Linked DNA regions of Gossypium hirsutum: regions 2 and 3 are each linked to region 1. A link is a contact called in public Hi-C data. All regions are on one chromosome and are shown on one strand. The core of a region is the stretch at or near the end of the contact, and the rest is flanking DNA. Distances in the headings are between cores, read along the strand shown.

Region 1 (4,873 bases), core at 1,693-4,192:
AAAAGTATACAATTATTTGCAAAAAGAAGATGGGAAACCTGTGGCTCGCTTTTACTCGCTTTAACCTTTTTTACTAACTCCTCTTTCGTAGCAAGCTGCATAAGGGACAAAAGCTCTTTACTATATATAAGAAAGAGAAAAGGACTTGGTCCCCTTATCGGAGTCCTCTAGTTTGTTGAAAAGATCTTCTCACCCTTCAATTTATACTAACTGAGTACGATATTGATGATATACACTTCAACACTAAATTTGCCCAAGCCAGATGAAAACGCATTTTCTCTATTATAGCACACACAAAACCCTATTCACTCTATCGTATGTTTTATTCATGTCCAACTTAAATGCCATTAGACCTTTCCTACCACTCCTTTTCTGACCAAATGTGTGAAGAATTTCATGGGCAAGTAATACATTATTTGAAATCAATCTCTCCGACACAAAGACACTCTGTGAACTATCAATGTAATCCTCCAAGGCCTTTTGAAAGCGATTAGCAACCATTTTAGCAATCACTTCGTATATAACATTACAAAGGCTAATTGGTCTAAAGTTTGCCATACTAGTAGGATTTGGAATTTTTAAAATCAGAAAAATGTTTGTGACATTCATAGGTTTAAAATCCAAATCATTATCAAGAACTCCTAAGCAATATTGGCTTACCTCTTTACCCATAATATGCCAACATCTTTGGAAAAAGATAGCTGGAAAACTATCAACCCTGGTGCCTTAGTGGGGCCCATATCTCTTAAAGTTCTAAAACCTTCTCTCTTCTTATATGCTGTAGTTAAAGCCATATTAGCTTCTTCAGAGATACATTTTTCAACTCCCGATAAAATATGGTCCATCCTCATTGCCCCTCTTTTTGATGTGAAAAGATTCCAAAAGAAATTCCTCGCTATGTTTTTCATTTCATTGTGATTTCCAGTTCTACCACCACCATAAGCCAAACATTTAATAGTATTCATTCTCTTTTATTGAGAGGCAAATTTATGAAAGACGTATTCTTATACCTAGCTTTAAACTAATTTGCTCTTGCCCTTTGCTCTTAAAACACCTCGTCCTTCTTAATTTCCATATTGAATTGAATTTTTGTATCAATAAAATCTACCAAATTATCATCGTCATGATTGGTTGCCATTAAGCTCTCTAGCTTCCTAGTCAAATGCTTTTTAAACTTATTCCTTTTCCCCTTAATACGTCTAGTCCATCCTCTCAAATCGAACTGAAGCCTCTTTAATTTTGAAAAGATATCCCCCTTAGTCATTTTCCATATTTTTTTTACTTCCCCTTCGAACGAGTCTTCCATAGTCCACCAAGCTTCAAATTTAAAATCGCTAACTACTTTCCCTCCTTCCTTATGACCTAATTGCACTAATAGGGGGCAATGATCTGAGGAAGAATGTGGTAAATGACAAATCAATGTATTTGGGAAACTTTTTAACCAATCTTCATTTGCCACCCCTTGTTTAACATTTCCCTAATATTTGTTTCAGGCATATTGTCTTACTCCGAAGTAAATCATGGCCTCGAGTACCCTTTATCAAAAAGTTGACAATCCTCCAATGTTTCTCTAAACAACTCCATTTTCATTTCTTCCCTAGGCAAACCCTCGTTCTTCTCAAAAGCGTACATAATTTTATTAAGGCCTCCACAAACAAGCCACGAGAGATCAGTATTCAACCCTAGCCTTTTAAGATCATTCCATGAATTACTCATTTGACTTGCAAACTGGGAATTATAAAAACCTGTGAAGTGCCAATCCTTTTCACAGCTTCTAACCACCACATCAATAAATTTTGATGCATAACATCTCAAATCAATGGACGTCTTTTCCTTCCATGCTCCTTTTAGTTCCCTTAGCCCTTATGTCTATCCTATTAATAAAACCACAACATTTTCTTACCCTTTCTACCTTTCTCCCATCAAGTTTTGTCTCCATGAAAAAGACGATTTGGAGACTGAATTGCTTCAGCACATGTTGAAGACGATGCACTGCCTATGGACCCCTTAAACCATGGACATTCCAACATATGATTTTCATTACGCCTGGTTGGCTTGGCTCTTGGCAGCCGTCGATCCCTGATAAAGTGAAGCTAAATCTTACTTCGAAGAATTCCTTTCTGTAACGATAGTCATTAAATCATCTGAGTCTTTCTCAACAATTTTCGCTCTTTTTCCATTCTCAATGCTTGGAAAAATTCCCCTACTCGTCAATTTCCTCTCATGTCTTTTTTCTTTTTCCATGAACGCATGACCTCAGATTAGACCTCATCCACTTTCATATTGTGCCCTATCTCATTAAGAGATTCATCATGATCCATATTTTCCCAATCAAAGTCTTGGAAAGATTTTATCAGTTTCACAATCCTTATCAACCAAGCCATTCCTGAAATCTCTCCTCACACTAATAGTTTTCGAGTCAAACTCAAACTCCACCACAGCTCTCATTTTCGTCGATTTGACGTTTGCCTCCACTCCTAGAGAATGGACTGACCTCACTAATTTTATTGTGCCGCCACATTTTCTTCATCTGCTCTAGTATACGACCATTGCTTCATTGATTTCCTCGCAACGGATTTTAGCTTTAAACTCTTTCTACCCAAGAAATTTAATTTTGCCTTAAGAGCCAGCGAATATGGTAACTCATCCTCGGGTAGGTCTTTAACCTTTAGTGTAACCTTGATACACTCGTTAATACTATGCCCCATCTGTCCACACCTAAAGTAAACTCCATGCAAATTTTCATGGACCCAAATTCTCTATTGCGACTCAGTTAGAATAAAAATCCCCTTCTTAAAGGTGTTTGCACATTCATCTACAATTTAATCCTATAAAAATCACCTTTGACTTTCGATCTAAGCACTCCCCTAGAGGTGGATCCAATTGCTTGCATAAGATCCTTTCAATCACACTCTGAGGGACAAGGACCCCCTTTGACCCAAAAAAGAGACGCCACTAATCTATTTTGCTTCGTTCCATCGATTCCAATAATTTATCAAAAATAATCAATTGCCATAAAAAAAGCCATGATTGTCCCTCCAAAGTCAACTCCAGATCCTCTTCATCTTCAAATGAAATTTAAAACAAAATTTATCTTGTAACCTATATCTCAAATTTCTTCTTAGTCTGCCAAATACTTTTTAATTAAGCTTGAAAACTATCTGGATTGTGAGATTTTTTAATCCACACAATGCATAACAACGTCGGTTTTTCACCTGGAACTACCAGCAAGCTTTTAACGGACGACTGAATCAGTTCCTCCTTCAAGAGAGAGATATCATCCTTCTCCATTCCCTTTAAAGTCACCACTTTACTCAGACCCATCCACAGGCAGCGCTATTTATCTAAGAGACTAAGAGAGAGCATTCTTGACTTTTTTAGAGTTTACAATATAAATTCAATACAATTATAATATAATTACAAATACATGCCTAATAAACTATAAAGTAAAATCAAATTAATATATAACACAAATAAACTAAGAATCCTAATAATTTAGACTAAAATCAATCCATCAAAGTAAAACTCACATAAAATAAAACTAGGAGCTTAAACAATTATATATAACAAGACTTGTACCTTAACTATTCAAATACCTATATATTACAATTATAACTATCAATTAATAACATAAATAATGTTTTTTAAAACCCAATATCTACTTTCAATTTCTTTTTACCAAACAAAATTAAATTTGCAATTATTTGTCATGTCTAAATAACATTTCAAATATATAAATTTAAAAATTGATATTTGTATTTTCGAATTTACACCAAAAGAGAATACAAAAAATACTATTATTTTATAGGTGGCATTCGTGTGCCAAGTGGCACTAATAAAAATTAAAAAAAAAGTGAAACAGAAAAATAAACTACTAAAATTCTTTCTGCTTTTTTTCTTTTTATGTTACTTATTTTTTAATTTTCACTGATGCCACCTAATATACCGATTGCATCCATAAAATATTTTTTTTTATATTTTCTCATGTATATTTAAAAATACAAATATTTTTTTTAAATGATTGATGCTACAAATATTATTTTCACTCATATTTTAAAAATATATAAATGGCACTTGACACAATCATGATATCAAAATTTTTATTTTCTTTAAAACCAAATGATTAGTTAAAGATGCTAACTGAAAAGTAGATGGTGCCATCTAACCAATCGAGGACGCTAAATTACATTGTTCAAAATAGGTTATTTCCTTAAATAATTTTTTCCTTAAGTCATTTTGTTAATTAATTTTTTTTAAGGTTATTTGTATAAAAAAAAGCCAAACCTTCCTTTTTTTTCTTCCTCCTCTTTCTCCGCTGTCGCCGCCACCGCCGTCACCACTAAAAATCTGAACCCTAATCCTAAATCCCATCTTATATTGTTCCAAATGTCACACCTTGACAACATTCCATCCACTCCTGGCAAATACAAACCCGACAAAGCTTTCCGTTTCAACTCCTCCGCCGCATCTTCCTCTCTTTCCAAGCTAACCCTTTATTCCACCCTTTTCCTTTCCGTCCTCCTTATCTTCCTCCTCCTACTTTACTCCCCTTCTTCCAAACCATCGTTGCGCCGCCACCTATCTACTGGGTCCCACCGCACCCCACTCTCTCTTTCCCACAAACTAATCCGCAAATCTGCCCGTCCTCGCTCTACCACCGGTAACACCGTCCTTGTGACCGGCGCCGCCGGTTTCGTCGGAACCCATGTTTCCCTCGCTCTTAAACGCCGTGGAGACGGTGTCCTTGGCCTTGACAACTTTAACCATTACTATGATCCAACCCTGAAAAGGGCTCGCCAGAAGATCCTCGAAAAAGCTTGGGTTTTTGTCGTCGAAGGCGACATCAACGACAAGGGTCTTCTCGAGCAACTGT
Region 2 (4,873 bases), core at 1,185-3,684, 600 kb before region 1:
AAATATACTTGGAAACGAGCCTTTATAAATAAATTAATCTTTTATGCCAATATATTATATAAGTGTTACGGGGTCTTTCAAATGTGTTTACATTATAAAAATTTGACATGTGGTATGAAAATAAATAAAAAATTTATGAAAGGTAAAATTACAACATAAGCCCTTCCTATTTTTTATATAACTTTTAATGGTGTTTTATAAATTATATTTCATAAATAATTTTTTTTTCAATTTGCTTATATTCAATTATTTAACATGCTACCTTTTAAATTTTGTTTTAAAATTTTAATTTTAATGTTTAATTAAAATACCTTTTTTAATTAAAAAATTCTAGTAGAATATACTTTTTTTTTCTTAATTTTTAAGTTAAATCAGTACCATCAATTCATGAATTATTTGGTCTTTATTTTTAAAAGGTATAGGTTACTTTTAACTAATATTATAGATTATGCACATATAATCATCTTATATACAAGTTTTTTAAATAAGTATGTTTAAAATTTTGAAAATAAGTTAAAAATGGTTACATATTTTTAAAAAATAAAAGTATTTCTTAAAAATTAGAAATTTTAAAATTAAATATTTTTAAAACAATTTTAATTTTTTTTTCAAATTTACATAAAAATACGTTATAATTTATTAAATAAATATTGTAAATAAAAATTGGATTTAAAACTTGTAAAATTTGGAGCACACGCAGACGCAGAGGATAAAAAAAAGGGTAAATTACACCAACAGTTACTCAACTTTAGGGTAGCTGACAAAACAGTCAAGTTTCAATTCAGTCACTGAACTTTCAAAAAATAACAAAACGGTCATACTAACTGTTTTTCGTTATGTCTGTAATGGTGCTATCCTTTTCCGTTATTCACTTAACAGAAAGGCCATTTTCCATCCCCCTCCTTCTTCCGCAGCATCCATCCCCTATCACAAACCCCTTCATTTTTTTGCAGACCTCCCCACCATTGCCCTCTCCCTCTCTTCCCCCTATTCCTTCTTCACCATTATTCCCAAGGAAAATGAACCCCAAGAAGACAGCAAGAGTGTGGCCACAAAGACCGAACCTTTATGCCATATGCATCATGCTTGCACGCTGAATGTTACCACATTTCCAAATAAAGCCTGAAATGAAATTGGTCTCAATTACAAAGCTTCGATTTGCCTAAATGACAAAGCTAACATGGGGAGTTGCAGTTTGCTTACTGAGTAGATCACAGAAATAAGCTCGATATCAAGACTCAACATCCAAGCGTTTGGGTCTCTTTCAAAATCAAAGTAACCAATGCAGATTGAATGGACCCAAAGAGGCAATAGAAGGAAACCAACATTATCTCTAATGGATACCCTTTCAGAACTGCAGCCTTCAAATTTAGTAGGGAAAGTATCAATTTGAAGTAGCCAAGCATCGTGGATTATGAAATAGCATATTAAATTACCTGACCAATGATTTTTGTTGAAAGTGACAAAGAGGCAGTAGCGATGAAGAGGCCACCAATGAGCCAATTGTTAGATGTTGTTAACATGGTAGAAAGAGATCGGTGTAAATGCGGTTGAATTCATGGAGAAAGTATTGGCATAGTAGCAAATATTAAAGACAGCTAATTATGCCTTATACTACAAAAATAAATGGCATAGCAGTAGAGACGAACCTGAAGATAACAGCAAGCAAGAAAGTGAAAGCTGGGATTAAGTTGGCTAGAGCAGAAGCAAGGGTTGGAGAGCTGTATCTTACACCAATGATTACACAGTTTTGCATCAAAGTGATCCTGCAAAAAGCCCAGTTTTATAACCCAATTTTTTCACCAATAAAGGAATTATTGAACTATTTTTAGATTTAATTACATATCCAGCAATGCTTAAACAGAAAATTTTGCACAAAAAAGATAAAGTAATTGGTGGCTGCTTTTTCTTGCAAAGAAGTCCCAAAATAGAAATAATACCATTAATTGCTCATCCATTGATTTAATTGATAGATAGATGAGAACCTTGTGAAGAAAAAAGCTGCTGGAAGAAGAATGAGAGAAGCCAGAGCATTTGACTAGATGACAAGGACAAAATGGCTCATTCCTTTGGACATGGAAACTTTGTTGAGGGTTAGAGAAATGATGGTGAAGAAGGAATAGAGAGGAGAAGGGGAGAGGGCAATGGTGGGGAAGTCTGCAAAAAAATAAAGGTGCTTGTGATAGGGGGAGGGATGGTGGGGAAGAAGGAGGGGGATGAGAGAGGGATGGAAAATAGCTTTTCTGTTAAGTGAATAACGGAAAATGATAGCACCGTTACAACATAACGGAAAGTGGTTAGTAGTGACCGTTTTATTATTTTTTGAAAGTTCAGTGACTGAATTGAAATTTGAGTGATTGAATTAAAATTTGAGTGACTATTTTGTCAGCTTCTCTAAAGTTATATTTTAAAATTTTGAGATATTTCATGTAGGTGAAATGTTAGAAGGATAATGGTACAAACTCCGGTGGAAGCAATATGGACGCTTCAATAGTCCCATCTCCTAAGCTCCCGCCTCCCCACTTCGAACCTAACACTGAAAACATCAAACGGAGGCTTCTCCGGAAAGGCGTTTACCCTACTCCCAAAATTGTTAGAACTCTCAGGAAAAGGGAAATTCTCAAACATAACCGCAAAACTAAACAACCCCAGCCTGAAACCCCATCCCTCTCCGCTTCCGAACTCCAGTCTTTGGCTGAAGCGTCTCACTTTTTAACCCTAAAACGCGAGTACAGACGCTTCTCGAAAGCTCTCAACCCAAAAGGGAGTGCCAGAGTCCTTCCTTGGCGGGAAAACCATGGGAGAGAATCGAGGGACCCAAACTCCGGGACCTCGTTTCAGAAGACGAAGAGTTCCACGGGGAGAGCTTGAAGAGACAGAACCTTAAAGAACTCAAAGAAATGTTCGAAGAGGATCTCCGTTGGGTCCTGGAGGATGATGTTGACGTGGAAGACGATGATTGTCTGTTACCCACTGAAAAGCAAATGCAGGACTTGGGCCCTTCAAAACGTTGGCGTAACGAGAAAGAAGCAATTCGATTCCTTGTTGACAGGTTTCGGTTTTTTGTGCTTTCATTTTCTTTTATCATCAATTTCCTGTATTTTTCACTTTTTTTTTTCATTATAATTCCAGGTTAAGTGAGAGGGAGATAACGGAAAGGCATTGGAAATTTGTAAGGATAATGAAGCAATCAGGGTTGCAATTTACAGAGTGGCAGTTACTTAGGATTGTTGAAGGACTTGGAAAGAACGGGAAATGGAGGCAGGCAATGGCCATTGTCCAATGGCTGTATGGCAATAAGGAGCGTAAAGATTTCAAAAGCAGGTGATGCTTCTTCCCTTTGCATTCATTTCAATCAATTTGCAAATTTTTTTTATTTAAAATTTGTGATTATTTCTTTTTCGGCTTACCAATGTTAGTTGGAAGTAAAGTAATTAGACAATTAGGTAGTTTGGTGTTGGATATGAGGTCATAAGATTGTACAATATATGAACTTATTGAAGCTTCTTGTAGGTTTGTTTACACAAAACTGTTGTCAGTTCTTGGGAAGGCGAGGCGACCCCAGGAAGCTCTTCAGATTTTCAAGCTGATGCTTGTTAGTATTCACTTTCACTATTTTATTTTATGCAGCGGGTGATCCTTTTGCCTAATTATGATATGCTGGCTCAATACCTAGTCTTGACTTTTTTAGGGAGACTGCCTTATATATCCCGATTTAGCTGCATATCACAGTATTGCTGTTACATTGGGGCAAGCTGGTCTTTTGAAGGAATTGCTGAACATAATCGAGTGCATGAGACAGAAACCTTCTAAAAGAATTAAAAATATGCGACGCAAGAACTGGGATCCAGTGCTTGAACCTGATCTGGTTGTATATAATGCTGTATGTGAGGATTTTTACTTTTGGCATTCTCTGACATCTTTTGGTCCATAAAATAATTCTCTTGCAAAATGCTTCAGGTTCTGAATGCTTGTGTCCCACTGCATCAGTGGAAGGGTGTTTCCTGGGTGTTTGAACAGCTTAGAAAGAGTGGTTTGAGACCTAGTGGAGCGACATATGGGCTTGCAATGGAGGTACTTATAATCCATGATATGTGCACTTGTGCTATGGTTCAGGCATCTTACTTTTGGTCCTAAGCGATAAAAGCAATTGTTTTGTGCCGGCAACATGGTCATTTGAATGCCACTGTGTGTGTTAAGTTCATGTGTTATCTTTTTTGAGTTATTTTTCCTTCTGAAAAATGCTGATTGCCTCAGCTTTCAAAGCTTTAGATGTCAGGCAGTGGTCTAAATGCATTAAAGTGGGAATTGTCTATTTGTTTCCAACGAAGCTTAAATTTTAGAAATGTCCTGTCAAGGACAGTACTCTATCTTTCAGTGTGTTGGCAGAGGAATTTGTTTATCTGCCACTAATATTTTGTGTAATTAGAAGCATGGGAGTCCAGAATCTTAGTTTTTGATTTGTCATACCCACCTTACGACCTTAGTGGAAATATGCTTCATGCTCTGATCGAAGGACTGTATATCTACTGCAAATATTGTTTTTCCTCAAGTTATATTTCTATTCGAGTCTTACAGGAGGTGCTTATTGAAAGGTAATGTTGCAATCTGGGAAGTATGATTTGGTCCATGAGTTTTTTAGAAAAATGAAAAGAAGCGGAGAAGCTCCAAGAGCACTTACTTACAAAGGTAATCAATTTTCTTATCGCTATCTTTAGCACATGTGTTTGTGTTGTGTTTCTGTTGGAAAGATGTTCTCTTTTTCCTGACTCAATAGACTGCTTGATCTGTGGCTTTCCAGTCCTTGTCATAGCTTTTTGGGAGGAAGGAAAGATTAATGAAGCTGTGGAAGCGGTCCAGGATATGGAACGGA
Region 3 (4,873 bases), core at 1,603-4,102, 550 kb after region 1:
ATAGAGTTTAATTTTAAGTTGACAGTTTCAGAAAAGTAGAAGTGTGATTTCAAAACCTGACAACTCTTTCTTTTGTTTGGGGTTCTTTATAAATGGCATGCCAAGTGATCAGACCGCTTTTTCCTTTTCTTTTTCTTTACAAGATTGTTGATGTTGCATTTGTTGAAATATGTGGAGTTGTGTGAAGCTGTTGATAAGTGTAACCCAGTCATCTTAGATTCCAAACGGATAACATCAATCACTCGGCCATTGTTTAAAGAAACCAGTACTTTATCTATTTTTTACTAATTCACTTCATCTTCTGCTAACAAGCTCCCACCTGGTTCCTGCTAATTTTAGATGCTATCAATATTTTTATTTACACTAGTTCTACAAATTACAGTTCCTTCCAAGCTGACTTGTTGGTCATAGCATTTCTCTATAACATGAGATGCTTCTTGGTATGCATGTAGTGTTCCAGATTACTTAAAACTGGAGATACTGAAAAACATGCAATTATGCAAAGGTTGTGGAGTTAATCATGAAAGGTTAACAGGATTATTGGGTTGCTTTACTGTTGGAATATCTTAAAGAACGTAACTTGAAGGTTTAAAACACAAGTTACTAACCTGAGAATAATCGAGTGTTATATTACAGCTAATGTTTTGATTTGAATCAAAGTCTTTGTAGGACAATCTATTAGAATGATTAAAAGTAATGCATGCTTGAAGTATAGTATACCTATTAGTTTTAAATACGAAAATTCTTTAAAAAAATAGTAAATCAAGATTGTAATATAGTGAAGGTGAGTGCTCCTAGAAAAAAACCAAGACATAATTAATTATTCAAACTCTAGAAGATATTCAAGTATCTGAATGTGAAGAATGATGAAAATAAAAATAAAAAAATCTCAATAAGTTATGTCAATACAATAAAATATGGAAATGTAGAAAATAGAAAGTAGTCGCAACAGTTTTGCATACAATGTTATTGTTGAGATAATGAAAGAAAATGAGAATATTGAATAAATTTATCAAAAAAATATAGACATGGAATATATTGGCCGAAAATAAAAATATGCAATTCAAGTAGGATTACAATTGTGAAGTTTGTGGATCAATAGTCCAAGCATCTAAAGGTGTAAAGCTAGTGAGGTACAAATTATGAAAAGGTAGAATATTTTTTTGTGGTGGATACAATAACCTTTGCTATATTATTAAGTTTGGTAGTTTATGAAACCTTTGACGTGTGTCTTATTATTGTTGTTACAATTTTTATGTGAACCACTATATAGTGGAAGTTTATATTAAAATCCTTGAAGGATTTAGAATGTTGGAAGCATATAGAAATTCTCAAGAAATTATTCGATATGTTTGAATAAAAATTTATATGAATTAAATTGATTTGAACATATGTGGTAAATTTGACTTAGTGAATAATAGTTGAAAGAATATTATAAAATGATCCAACATGCTCAATATATAAAAGGATCATGATCAAAATTTGCTCTAATTGTTGTTGGAACTCCAAAAAAAAATCAAAATATATTTTCCCAAAAGTCTTCCTCACTCATGACTACCAAAGAATAATGATATAAATGTTTAGCGAATTTGCTCAAGTGATCATTTGAAAAGCTAGCATGCAATACGTAGAATTTGAGGTATCATGTGATGTTGTCATGATGGGGAGTAAATATGCATTTTCACTTAACTAAGGTTTGTCCCACTGAGTTTTTCTGATAAGGTTTTTAATGAGACGCCATGTTATACGTGTTATGATAAGTGTACTATTTTTTCTTCACTGAGATTTATTTTTTTCCACAGGATTTTTATTTTAGTAAGATTTTATCGAAGCTTATCATCTACCAATGAACGTCTAAAGGGAAGTGTTATAAATATTTTATTATTAAATAGATGTCCATCAAGATAAGTTTAATGTAGTTTAGAACTATAATAGTCATTAGAAGTAGAGTATTTTTTTCATTTATACTTCCTATGTCTATAAATATAGACTTTGGAGAAATATTATAAATATCCCTATTGACCAATAAAAATTTGTTCTCTTTTGCTCTCTTATTTCTTATTCTTTACTCTCTTTTTTATTTATTTCATAACAATGCGAAAACTACTAAAAAATATCAATAAATTCAAAATAATACATTAAAAAAAACTAATATTAATACATACCAATACCAAAATAAAAACGATACATACTAACTGCCTTATTCTAGGCCTCTACACTAATATTTATAAGGAATTTATGGGTGCCACCGTTGAGCGAGCCAGAGATCGCCAAAGCTAATGGATAACATGATGTTGGCAAGATGATTTCTGAGTCTTAAAACTCTACTACCAAAAATCGTTATTTTTTCTACTATGAGATTAATTAAGGTCAATTTTACTATTAGATGTTATACTTGGTATAAGTTATAGATTTAGGGTTTATATTTTAATTTGATTATTTTTAGTTTTTGTACTTTTAAATATTTAAAATCTTAATCTTCATTAAATGGTAACTATTTAATTCATTATGTTATTTTTAAAAATTTGATGTATCAAATATATTATCGCATATGTAAAGTTATGTTAACTAATTATTTTCACATATTACTTATAAAAAACTTTAGTTAATAGATTTAATATTTATCATTTATATTTGATTGAAATTTTAGAATTAAAAATCTAACTCTAATTAAAATTGACCGATTTAAAAATATATATAAATTAAAATTGATGAAATTAAAGTAAGTATAGTAAATCTATAACTTACATAGAAGATTTGACTATTAATCAATCACGCGATGTCCCCGTTGAGAGGGCAAAATGGTCCATATAGGGTGAGAAGTAGGGGGGGTGGAGTTGATCGAGACATTAAGAGGTAGGTAATTAAGAAGCCAAATACTTCCTAATGTAATAATGAAAAGGTTAATGTGATGAGAAGCCAATTAGAAGCAGACAAAGAAAAGAAAAGAAAAGAAAGGGGCTTCCTTTCCTTCCTGGTTGCTACCCAAAAGCCAAAATGGGGTCAATTCAATTTATGACAAATTACTTGGTCACAGACAGTGAAAGGAAAAGCAAAATCTGGTGATCGCAGCTCAACACCAGAGGGCATCATCATCTTTGTTTAGTCAGTCCATGCAAATTGCAAAATGCCAATCCACTATTTCTACTAAAACTTTTAACTTAATTTGGTCTCTCTTAGTGCTTTTGTTTTTTTTTTTTTGGGTGGATTTTCTCATCATTGCTACAATCAATAAAGATGGGAGATGGGGCATCTCTCCATCTCCAAACAAAATACTCTCCCACTCTCTTTTCAAACCAAATCATTCTCTCTGGAAATTCTGTCTCCATTAACTTCACTATTCCCATGCAATTTTTTATTTCATGCAAAATTATGTCTATAATATTATACCATGAAATTATTCAGGGCATGTCAAATCAGTATGAATAGAATTCCTTTTTTTAAATTTTATCTAATGAAAATAACACTTTAAAAATTTCCACCAAAAAAACTTTTGTTTTTATTTTTTAATCCCTTAACAAGTATTTATCTTATTAAATATTTATTTAATATCATCAATTTAATCGGTGGGAAGTCTCACTGATTTGATCGATAAGGCCAACCAAACTCCTTAAATAAATCCATTTTTTTCTTTGAAAACCTTACCAAGCTTTTAGCATGATTCATGAATTCATTGTGAAACAAATGTCCTGGCACCGGTGCCGCCGACCACCACACTTACTAGTACCACTCTACCTACTACAGTTTTCATATTTTAAGAGGAATTAGGACCCTCTTAGAAAATTATAAAAATACACTAATAAAAACTTATCCTAACTATAAAGTGTTGCGTGATAGCTGTTGACCTTCATCCCTTAATTATATGGTTGGGGGTTCAATTTTTGCTTATAGAAATTGAACATATTTTATGACCAATCGTTTACCCCTTCAAATAACACTTACAACAAAGAGATTATGTTAAGTATGACTCATGTTTTAGTCAAAATTGAGAAATAATCTTCTAATTAAACTCTGTTTATTTGTTTCAATCAAACATTGATTAGTTTAGATTATTTTATTATTATTTGACTTATGAATTTAGCCTATAAATAGGTTCTTTTACAACCTTAGAAAAGACACCCATTAGATATTATAACTCATAACACATTTACAGAATTTTGTGTTTACGTTTTGAAGGTTCTTTATTTTAGGGTTTTCGGGGTTTAGTTTTTATCTCCATTTTTTGTACTCTTCATTCTTTTGTCATTATAGTAAAATTATCTTTGTCCGTGATTTTTTATCCTCTTGGGAGGAGTTTTTCCACATTAAATTTGTGTGTTCAATTTCTCAATTTATTCCGCTATTTTTTTACTTGTTGCTTAATCGGGTCGATCCTAACAAGTGGTATCAGAGCTAGTTTAATTTTCATAGATTAGTCCATTCAGATATGGCAGCAACAAGGTTTGAAATTGATAAATTCAATGGTAAGACAAATTTCAGTTTGTGGCAAGTTCGGATGATGGCAATTCTAGTTCAAACCGGCTTGAAAAATGTTGTTACCGGGAAAAAGCTTGAGAATCTAAATCAAACAGAATGGGATGAGCTTGATAAAAAGGCCTTGTCTGCAATCCAGTTGTGCCTCACGAATATGGTAATGCAGGAGGTATTGATGGAGAAAACCTCATCCGCCTTGTGGAAAAAGTCAGAAACTCTTTATGCAACTAAGTCTCTGGCTAACCGTTTAGTGTTGAAACAACATCTATTTACGTTTCGCATGAATGAAGGTGAGCTTCTTAGAGATCACATCAGTCAATTCATTACTCTTTTAAAAGATTTAAAGAATGTTGAGGTTCATATTGACAATGAAGATCAGGCTATGCTATTATTGTGCTCT

Evidence for each region. A called contact is a pair of places that touch in the nucleus more often than the background predicts.
Region 2: a contact with region 1 is called in a Hi-C map of leaf, with 1.7 times the contacts expected there. The contact joins the promoter of LOC107899277 here to the promoter of LOC121209907 in region 1. A contact is called at or near these places in 2 of 34 Hi-C or Micro-C datasets (both in leaf).
Region 3: a Hi-C map of leaf shows a contact between it and region 1, with 2.0 times the contacts expected there. The contact joins the enhancer-like site here to the promoter of LOC121209907 in region 1.

The regions. Positions count from the first base shown.
Region 1 is chrA11:61,502,856-61,507,728 of Gossypium_hirsutum_v2.1, reverse strand. LOC121209907 reads right to left here and starts at 2,942. Exons shown (of 3, transcript XR_005905088.1): 1 at 1-2,942. It also overlaps the pseudogene LOC107893133.
Region 2 is chrA11:62,106,721-62,111,593 of Gossypium_hirsutum_v2.1, reverse strand. LOC107899277 (pentatricopeptide repeat-containing protein At5g67570, chloroplastic-like) reads left to right here and starts at 2,434. Exons shown (of 10, transcript XM_016824949.2): 1 at 2,434-2,776; 2 at 2,779-3,052; 3 at 3,133-3,324; 4 at 3,514-3,595; 5 at 3,692-3,883; 6 at 3,961-4,074; 7 at 4,596-4,689; 8 at 4,802-4,873. The coding sequence starts at 2,479. It overlaps LOC107899286 (a long non-coding RNA gene), which reads right to left and starts at 2,360. Exons shown (of 4, transcript XR_005905090.1): 1 at 1,941-2,360; 2 at 1,650-1,766; 3 at 1,204-1,436; 4 at 649-1,122.
Region 3 is chrA11:60,955,505-60,960,377 of Gossypium_hirsutum_v2.1, reverse strand. No RefSeq gene overlaps it. Among protein-coding and RNA genes, the nearest start is that of LOC107899132, 14 kb to the right of the region's middle. Within about 2 kb of position 2,852, at least 2 of the 9 cell types and tissues checked have an H3K27ac peak or open chromatin away from gene starts, as enhancers often do. A contact at or near this core is called in leaf, where this site is marked.